2 separate regions of the Ovis aries genome follow, and region 1 is linked to region 2. The links are chromatin contacts, called in public Hi-C maps. All regions are on one chromosome and are shown on one strand. Each heading gives the region's core, a stretch centred on a gene start, on an enhancer-like site or on the middle of the called end of the contact. The rest is flanking DNA. Distances are from core to core; before and after follow the strand shown.

Region 1 (4,962 bases), core at 1,645-4,144, 420 kb after region 2:
TTTTTACTGAAAAAAAAACTATAAAATGCTTAGGCATAAACCTACCTAATGAAGTAAAAGACTTGTTTGTACTCAGAAAACTGAGTGGAAGAAATTGAAGACAACACAAACAGATGGAAAGATATACTGTGTCCATGGACTGAAAGAATTAATAGTTAAAATGACAACACTACCCCATGCAATCTACAGATTTAATGCAATCTTTATCATGAGATTCACCAGGCGAGAATACTGGAGTGGGTTGCCATGCCCAGGGGATCTTCCCTACTCGGGGATCAAACCCAGGTCTCCTGCACTGCAGACAGATTCTTCACTGCTGAGCCACTGGAGAAGCTCAAAGTATGTACGCATAAACAGAAAATTAATTCAGAAAAACTGTTAGTTGTCTACCTAGGCATGATGAGTTATTCTCCTCAAAGGGCCTGCATACACTAGCTTTGGGTGATTGCTAAGCAACCACTGTATTTATTAAGTCATTTCTAGAAAATAGTCAATTTGGTTTGTCCTTGGTAGTACTGGATGGTGTGTTTCAGCCAAAGAAACTGCCTTAATTTCCTGCAGTATTTGCCTGCTACTGGGGTACATCAAGCAACAGTTAGAACTGGACATGGAACAACAGACTGGTTCCAAACAGGAAAACGAGTACGTCAAGGCTGTATATTGTCACCCTGCTTACTTAACTTCTATGCAGAGTACATCATGAGAAACGCTGGGCTGGAAGAAGCACAAGCTGGAATCAAGATTGCCGGAGAAATATCAATAACCTTAGATATGCAGATGAAACCACCCTTATGGCAGAAAGTGAAGAGGAACTAAAAAGCCTCTTGATGAAAGTGAAAGAGGAGGGTGAAAAAGTTGGCTTAAAGCTCAACATTCAGAAAACTAAGATCATGGCATCTGGTCCCATCACTTCATGGCAAATAGATGGGGAAACAGTAGAAACAGTGTTAGACTTTATTTTTGGGGGCTCCAAAATCACTGCAGATGGTGATTGCAGCCATGAAGTTAAAAGATGCTTACTCCTTGGAAGGAAAGTTATGACCAACCTAGACAGCATATTGAAAAGCAGAGACATTACTTTGCCAACAGAGGTCCGTCTGGTCAAGGCTATGGTTTTTCCAATGGTCATGTATGGATGTGAGAGTTGGACTGTGAAGAAAGCTGAGCACCGAAGAACTGATGCGTTTGAACTGTGGTGTTGGAGAAGACTCTTGAGAGTCCCTTGGACTGCAAGGAGATCCAACCAGTCCATTCTAAAGGAGATCAGTCCTGGGTGCTCTTTGGAAGGAATGATGCTAAAGCTGAAACTCCAGTACTTTGGCCACCTCATGCGAAGAGTGGACTCATTGGAAAAAACTCTGATGCTGGGAGGGATTGGAGGCAGGAGGAGAAGGGGACAACAGAGGATGAGATGGCTGGATGGCATCATTGACTCAATGGATGTGAGTTTGAGTGAACTCTGGGAGTTGGTGATGGACAGGGAGGTCTGGCATGCTGCAATTCATGGGGTTGCAAAGAGTCGGACACGACTGAGCGAGTGAACTGAACTGAGGGTACATCTTGCTATAAATAGGTCTCCTTGATATTTTAATTAGAGTAAGTCTCCTACATATGAACAAGTTCCATTCTGACAGCAAGTTTGTAAGTCCAACAAAGTTAGCCTAGGTACCCAAAGAACACGGTCAGCTATATCGTAGTGTACTGTAATAGGTTTATAATACTTTTCTAATAATACATAAAAATAAACAAACACAAAGAATAAAGAAAACATTTGAAATCTTACAGTACAGTACCTTGAAAAGTAAGGTAGTACACTATAATAGCAGCCATACAGGGCCTGGCACCCAGTGAACAGACAAGAAGAGCTACTGACTAGAGGAGGGAGACGAGGTGGGAGACGGAAGAGCTGAAAGATCCTCAGCAATAGGAAATGGAGCACAAGGTACAATTTCACCCAAACCTGAGGTTCATGGAACCCATGTTGGCATCTTTGAAAGCTCTCAACTGGAAGGCTCATATATAGGGGACTTACTGTAATGCTTAAAAAGTAAGCACATAATGTTGTGAATGTACTTAATATCACTGAACTAAACACTTAAAAATGGTCAAAATTTATTTTACGAATATTTTACCCCCAAATGGTCCTATGGAAAAATTTACAAGTTAACGGAATTTTAATATTAATACTTGGCTCAGCCATCTCTCAATGTCAACCCTGAATGTGCTGAGGTTGACTATGAGAGGATGTGACCTGATAGCCTTAGCCAATCTCTTCCTAGTCTTTCCTGTCATGCAGGTGAGGTTGAGGGTGGGGTGGGGAGTGGTGGTGCGCCAGAGAGGATCTCTATCTCGCCAATTCTGCTGTTGCGTAGAGGGCAAGTCTGCGTGTATGTTTTCTTGAGTGATTGGAGACCTGAGCTGGCGGCCGCGCGCTATTTTTCCTTCATCCTGGAGAAAGGAGCAGTTTAAAGGTTCTGTCGCAGCAGGTGGGACGATCCTGGACATTCTGGCAGCTCCCCTCTGCCACTCTTAGCAGGCAATCAGCGGACGAGGGCAGGGCTGGAATGAAAAAGGGTTTGGATCTCAGTGACAGGAGATGAAAGTTGCGAAAACCCTGCCCAGCTTTCTGCTCTGGATCAACTTTCCAGGTTATAGGATGAACAAACTCTTAAGACTGGCAGTGGTGCGTCCTCCCTGTGACTCGTGCCTTTGTTCCCCACGCCTGCTCAGAGCCGCCGCGCTCACAGTCCCCGCACCTGCCGGGTGCGCACCCCACCCTCGCAGCGTGCTGGAGCCTCCGCCGCTGCCGCGGGCCCTGCTCCACCAGGCACATGCGCACTGGCGACGCCGGGCCGGCGCCTTCAGTCTCCTCCTCCGCCGCCTCCCGATTCCGCAGTCACTTCCTGCAGCTGTTTCCCTGTGGGTCCGTTTGGACTGACTTTTGACAGTCAGCCTTCAGCTGTGGAGGGGGCTCTGCCGGGCCAGCCGAGAAAGTTGCACGGAGGGAGGCGGAGTAGAATCGGGCCGAGCCGGGCGTGGAGGACGGACGGCGGCTGGCGTCCGGGGCAGGCGCGGCGCCCAGACTCCCGGCGCGTCCCGGGGGTTCCGGTAAGTGCCGGCGATCGCGAGCCTCGGGGCATTTAGGACGAGCACCGGAGCGACCAGGCTAGCAGTTCCTTTCCGGTGCGGTCTTTCCACCTGCCCTCCACGTGACCAGCTTGGGGTGCTTTTATTTATTTGTTTGTTTTTAAAGCATTTCACGTGTACTGTTTGGATCCTCTAGGCGTGCGGCTGCCTTGGCCCTAGCGCTTGCCCCCGCCCCGTGGGAGACCCGGGATTCCATCTTTCGTGATGGCATCCTCACGGGATTGAGGTGCGTGCGTGCGTGTTTGTGTATGTGTGTGTGTATGTGTGGGTATGTGAGTGCGCTCTGTTATGTATGCACGCACGTTTTAGAAATTTAAGATATATGTGGGCGATGCTGAAGTATATGTAGCTGTGATTCAAATACGTGAAAGGTTTCCTAGGATTCGGACCCGTCATAACTGAGACTGGAGAACATTCACCAGTTCACCAAGGCCTCTTCTTCCCAGGTTCTTGCGTTCTTTTGGGTCTTCCTTCTGTGATATACCTTACAACTGATTATTCTATTTCCTCTCTCATTCCTTCTTGCTGTGTTCTGATGACCTTTGAATAATGCTCACCGTCTTTCCCTCATTTTCGGAATCCCCAGTTACAGACTTCCCTAGTTTCCTGAGGTGCTAGTAAAACCTGTTCCCTTATTGTGTTTTCTTTCCCCCGAAGATTTCTCCAAATGAGAAAGTGGTTGTCTTTAATGCAGTATGTGAAGAGTAGGCCCCAGTTCGATCATGAAAACTATGCTACATGATCATTCCTTTTCTTTTAAACAGGGTAGACTGAGAAGCTTTGATTTTTTTTCATTGTCCCCTCCACCCCTTCCATACCAGGACATTAACCACCATAAATCCTTCATTTATGCTACTTCAAGCATCAAATTGAATGGCTTTTATGATCTGAGGAATATTTTATTTACATCAGGCATCAAGTTAGTTTCTTTTAATCTAATGCAATAGTTGAACAGACTTGAGTCCTATATGCTTTGAACCTCTTTATATTCCACCATATCTGCTTTCACTGAAGGCTTCGTTTTTAGATTTTTATTTTATGCTAGTTTTTTTTTTTTTTGCAAGTATAGTAATACCTGATGTAATTGTCTTGCATAGATACTTTTGGGGGAGTTGAAATTTTGATTGTTAAATATTACAAGAAAGAATTTTGGACTATCTAGCTATTCTTTAAACATTAAAAGGTAAAATGTGATAATGGGTAAGTCTGTACTGTATGAGAATTTTTTCTTCAATTCAAGTGATTTTATCAGGCCTTTATTTTGATGGAAGCCTGTAGCTGGGGGAGACACATGCTGGTATTTCCTCAAGTGGGAGTGAACTTTTATAAAACAAGTCCAGACATGTCTAGGCCATGGGTAACATTTGATTTTCTCTTTATATTGCTTATTTCCTTTATCCAGATGTTCTAACATCCCTCTTCACCATTTCTGACCTGGCAGCTTGTCATTGGCACTTTGGTATCCTTTTGTTTCTGTACAGGTGGTATATGTAGTCTTTTAATATTACTAATTGTCATGATTAGTTAAACTTTTTAAAAAGTGGTCTTTGTCCCCATAGTTTTCTTTTTAAAAATATCCGTATTTGCCTTTGCTTTCTGAATGTCTTCACTTGGTTTAATTGAGAGGAATAATGTGATTATAGAGAACCTGACTTTTTAAATGTTCTAAATCTGTACTGCTTTTTATAAAATATTCTCAGAGGTATGGACAACATACTTCTGCTTGAGAGTAAAATAACATTGTTTTTCTAAATATTATGCTTAATGAGAAATATTGTTGAATACTATGACTAATCGATGATGTATGTACTTTGC
Region 2 (4,741 bases), core at 1,473-3,972:
GGGAGAATGATTTTGAGAAGTTTTTATGATTAGAGATGGGAAGGGGGGCTGTGGAATGATAAAAGTAATGAAGTATCGAAGATGGACCGGTAGTATACCTGTTTATTTCTGTCAAGGAAAGGAGACTGAAGCAGAGGAGTACCGTGTAAGATAGACACAGGAGCAATGAGTAGGCCCAGAAACCAGTTATGGAAAGTGTGAAAATCTGGATGAACTGTGCATTAGATCTAAAGCGGAGTGTTAGGTCTGATCAGGAAAAAAACACTGGAATAAAAGAGCTACCAATTTTAAAAATTAAACTACAAACATTCATTTTATAAGCAAGTTAGTTAAAAATACAGTTTACTAAGTTAATTACACACAAAATGTGGGTGGGAGGTTTCGTTGCCTTTTACAGTAAACCTTTTGGGAAATGTGACCCACTATAAATACTGGTCATACAGTAGCAGCTCAAACACAAAATCATACACTTATTTTTGTCAGTTTTAAATACTTTATATGTGAAACAGGCTTTAAGATATACTCCTCTACATGAACAAAGTGATGTTTATTCTGAATATCTAAATCATACATGAATATGCTGTGGTTATATACTTGAAAAATGACTTAAAATTTTTTTAATGAGAAAAGGTTTTACTGAAATGCCTTTTCTTTATCCCAGAAGTTCCTGTTGCCCATTTGCTAGAAAGTTATGTAACTCTAGGCTGGTTAATCTTTTCTATGCCTTATTTTCTTCTTTAGTAATATGGGGAAAAGTAGAACCACCTCCCATGGCTGTTGTGGATTAACTGACAATGCATGTATTAAATACAATGCATTACAAGCCTCTGTCATGAAGAACAGTTCCTGGTACACAGGATGCACTCAATAAATGTTGACTGTTGCAATTATTGGTATCCATTTCTACCTTACTCACATTAAAATACTCAGTGGACAACCTTTAGGTCCTTAGATGAGTGAACCTGAGAGTCAAAACAATCAGCAGGGACTTCCCCATAGACAGCAGCCCACCAGGCTCGCCCCTCCCTGGGATTCTCCAGGCAAGAACACTGGAGAGGGACTTCCCTAGTGGTCCAGTAATTAAGACTCTGTGGTTCCCACGCAGGGGGCTTGGTTCTGTCCCTGATCTGGAGACTAAGATCCCACAGGCTGTATGGTGAGGCCAAAAACGAAACAAAACAAAAAATAGAGTCTGCAGCCTCCACGAGCACGTATACTCAGCTTTTTTGTCAGAATTACATCTTCAGGTGGGGAAAAAGTAAATCATGAAGATCCACTAGGCTTTCTCCAAAGTAACAATGGAAAACTGATTCTTACACTTCAGAAATCAAAACCAAAAACATATATGGAGAAGGAGAGGGTGAGGGCCAGCGTGTCACCTGAGCAGAAACTCAAGCTTCACTTCAAAACTACTAAAAACTTTGAAAAGCTTATTTTCATCTCCTACCTATAATATTCCATCCGCTCAGAAAACAGTATCCTTACTGAACACAGTAACAAAAGCACGACTTTGAGTTTCTTTCTTCTCTAATTCATCAAAAACATGAATCATATACATCAATGCTTCATCTAAGCATCTCGAAAAAACGGAGGCTCCAATTCGGTAGATTTAGAGTGGGGCTTGAGATTTTACATTTCTAAAGAGCTTGCAGGTGATGCTGCTGCTGCTGCTCCTTGGATCATACTTTTAGTAGTAAGTGCAGCATTACCGCCGTTTAATCTTCACAACCACCCCAATGGGTAGGAATTATCATTCTACAAACGACGAACCTGAAGTTGGCAAAAGTTAAGTAACTTACCCAAGGCCAATGAGCTTACTAAGTGGTGAGGCTGATATTACAACCCAGGCCCATGGTAATCTTTCACTACACAGGAGCCCACCCATCTTTAAGCAACCTTAAATTGCATATGTTCCTAAATTACGCCGGTGCAGAGTCGCCCACGAATAAGTCCGGAGCATCCACAGTCAACAAATAGGGAGAAGTTATTGAAAGGCGTGAGGCTGCGTGAGCGCGGATGGAGAAGGAGGCTGTGTCCTGAGTGGCCACGACTCCTCCAATCAGTTCCACTCCTCGCGGCTCGCTGTGCCACCTCCGAGACGCCGCGGAAACCCTCCAGCCACGCCGACGAACTGCTGGGACCTCCCAACTTTAAACGGGCGCGCACACCGCGACAGAGCCGGCTGGGAGAGAGGTGACCCTGCGGCCAGTCACTCCAGCCGCGGCTCTCCGGGCCTGGCCCGCGAGTGGAGCTGCCCGACCAGCCCCGGACCGCGCGCAGCCCCAAAAGTCGGCTCCTCGGCGGCCCGAGGCTGGAAGGGGCCGTAGGGGGCGGCGACTCCCGGCGCCTGTAGCGCTCGCCGAGCCGGGTGGGCTCCGGAGGCGGGCAGAGCGCGGGGCGGGGATAGGGCGGGGAGGCCGGGGTCCCCAGGGGGAGACCGGAAGGGCCGCCGGGAAGGGGAGGGCTGGGGGCGGCGGTTACAAACCCCACAAGCTAAAAAGGCGCGCTCTCCCGACCGACCGCACTCACCTCCCCCGTATACCCCGCCGCTCATGGTTGCTGTCGACGAGACTTCTACTCGTAAAGGCCACCTGGCGAAATGACTGCAACGGCTGCGACTGCGGGTCTGCAGAAGCGCTAGCCCCCGACTCCCTTAACTTCCACCACCACCCCCCTCAGGCAACAAAGCGGCGGCCACACACACCCGGAACGCAGTCACACTTGCTGTCTCCTGCTATCGGCCAATCACAAGAGGCCCGGCTACACTTCAACCAATAAAAATAAGGCTGTGCTACAGCCTTGTCGCGGCACAGCCAGTTTAGCCAATCGAAGGCAGCCATAGGGGCGGGGAGAGAGGAAAGCGACGGAAGGAGGGAAGGAGTTGGGTTGCGGAACCGGGGAGGCGGGGCTTCTTTAGTGGGAGGGAAAGTGGGGCGGAGGGAGCTGGAGGGGGAGGAGGAAGGCTGGAGGCAACAGTCTGGGGCGGGCTCAGGATGTAGCTGGGAGCGGAGGAGAGGTGGGAATCCGGTAGAGCAAGCTAAGCCTCTGAAAAAGAAGTCTGGAATTTGAGAAAGTGTCTCCACCAGGAGTACCCGTGGTTTGGGCTTGTAGTGAATGAGGGTTGGTGTTTTTTTGTTTTTTGTTTTTATTTTTTTCAGAAAAAGTATTTTCAACTAACTGAAAAAATTGAATGTTATCCTCCACTTTGGGGTAGAGGGCATCAGTAAACCAGACAAACCGATAAGACCCTGGAATTTTAAAAGTGGTTACTAATAATTAAAAGAAGGAGATGACACAGTATCCCAGTTAACTTTAGTAGCGCTTAAAATGTGTCATCAATTCCTTTTATCCTGTGAGGCAGGTGTAATACAATGTAATCAGTCCTCACCTGAGCGAGCACCTAATCCTAAACACATCTCGGAACGGTCTGTTCTTAGTCCCCTGTGTCTACCAACCCAGTCAGATCACCGTTGTCCCTCTCCCAGGATTACTACAACAATTTGTCCCTTTGCCTCTTAGCAGGCAGCTTGATCTATAAAAACTCCCAAATCACGGTCATGTTGTAAATCCTTGAGGTTAATAGCCGTCCTTAAATTAGTTTGTCTAGAGTCTAGACATATAGGTAGTTTTTAAGAACAATTGATTAACTCCATCAATCTCAGTGCCACAGAGTGGCAGAAAGTGATTGTAGGATAGGGAACAAGGCTAGTGAGAAAACCCTTTACTATTCACTTAGTGTAATCTCGGTTGTTGTTCACTCACTAAATCGTGTTTGATTCTTTGTAACTGCATGGACTGCAGCCCACCAGGCTTCCCTGTCCCTCACCATCTCCTAGAGTTTGCTCAAACTCATGTTCATCCAGTCAGTGAAGTGAAATGAAGTTGCTCAGTTGTGTCCGACTCTCTGGGACCCCATGGACTGTAGCCTACCAGACTCCTCCGTCCATGGGATTTTCCAGGCAAGAGCACTGGAGTGGGTTGCCATTTCCTTCTGCATCACCAGATGGTGATGCCATCCAACCATCTCATTCTCTGGCCTTCCCTTCTCCTCCTGCCTTCAATCTTTCCCAGCATCAGGGTATCCCAATCATTTAGAAACATCGTTTACCCAATGAGATAATGCATAAGTCAGCAAAGTATGGCCCCAGGGCCAAATTACCCTGCCTTGTTTTTGTTTTAATGTTAATTAAAAAAATTTTTTTAATTGAAATATAGTGGTTTATAATGTATCAGTTTCAGGTGTATTGTAAAGTGGTTCAGTTACATACACATATAATATATATTCCTTTTTTACATACTCTTCCATTATAAGTTATTACAAGATAATGACAATACTTTCCTGCAATCTGCTTTGTTTTTGTATGGCCAGTGCAGTGAGTTAAGAACAATTATTCCATTAACATTAAAAAAAATTATTTTTAAGAAAAACATTTTGTGACATGTGAAAATTATATGAAATTCACATTTCTGTGATGATAAACCAAGTTTTACCGGAACACAGCAGAGCTTATTCGTTTATGGCTGCTTTTGCTCTGTAAGGGCAAATTGAGTTTTACTACAGACGCTGTGTGGCACACTAAGCTGGAGGATATATTTACTATGGGATCCCTTACAGAAAGAGTTTACTGAGACAGTGCATGTAACACATCTACCACGTGCACCAGGTACTGTGTGTTAACTGTGGTCCCTATGACTACAGCTCTCACTGGGGATACATAGTTCAGTTCAGTTGCTCAGTCGT

The links. A called contact is a pair of places that touch in the nucleus more often than the background predicts.
Region 1: a Hi-C map of tail adipose tissue shows a contact between it and region 2, with 4 times the contacts expected there. The contact joins the promoter of ZMAT3 here to the promoter of ACTL6A in region 2. A contact is called at or near these places in 2 of 16 Hi-C or Micro-C datasets (hypothalamus and tail adipose tissue).

Annotation. Positions count from the first base shown.
Region 1 is chr1:208,766,780-208,771,741 of ARS-UI_Ramb_v3.0, forward strand. ZMAT3 (zinc finger matrin-type 3) reads left to right here and starts at 2,895. Exons shown (of 6, transcript XM_012098751.4): 1 at 2,895-3,108.
Region 2 is chr1:208,342,022-208,346,762 of ARS-UI_Ramb_v3.0, forward strand. ACTL6A (actin like 6A) reads right to left here and starts at 2,723. Exons shown (of 15, transcript XM_060393422.1): 1 at 2,530-2,723.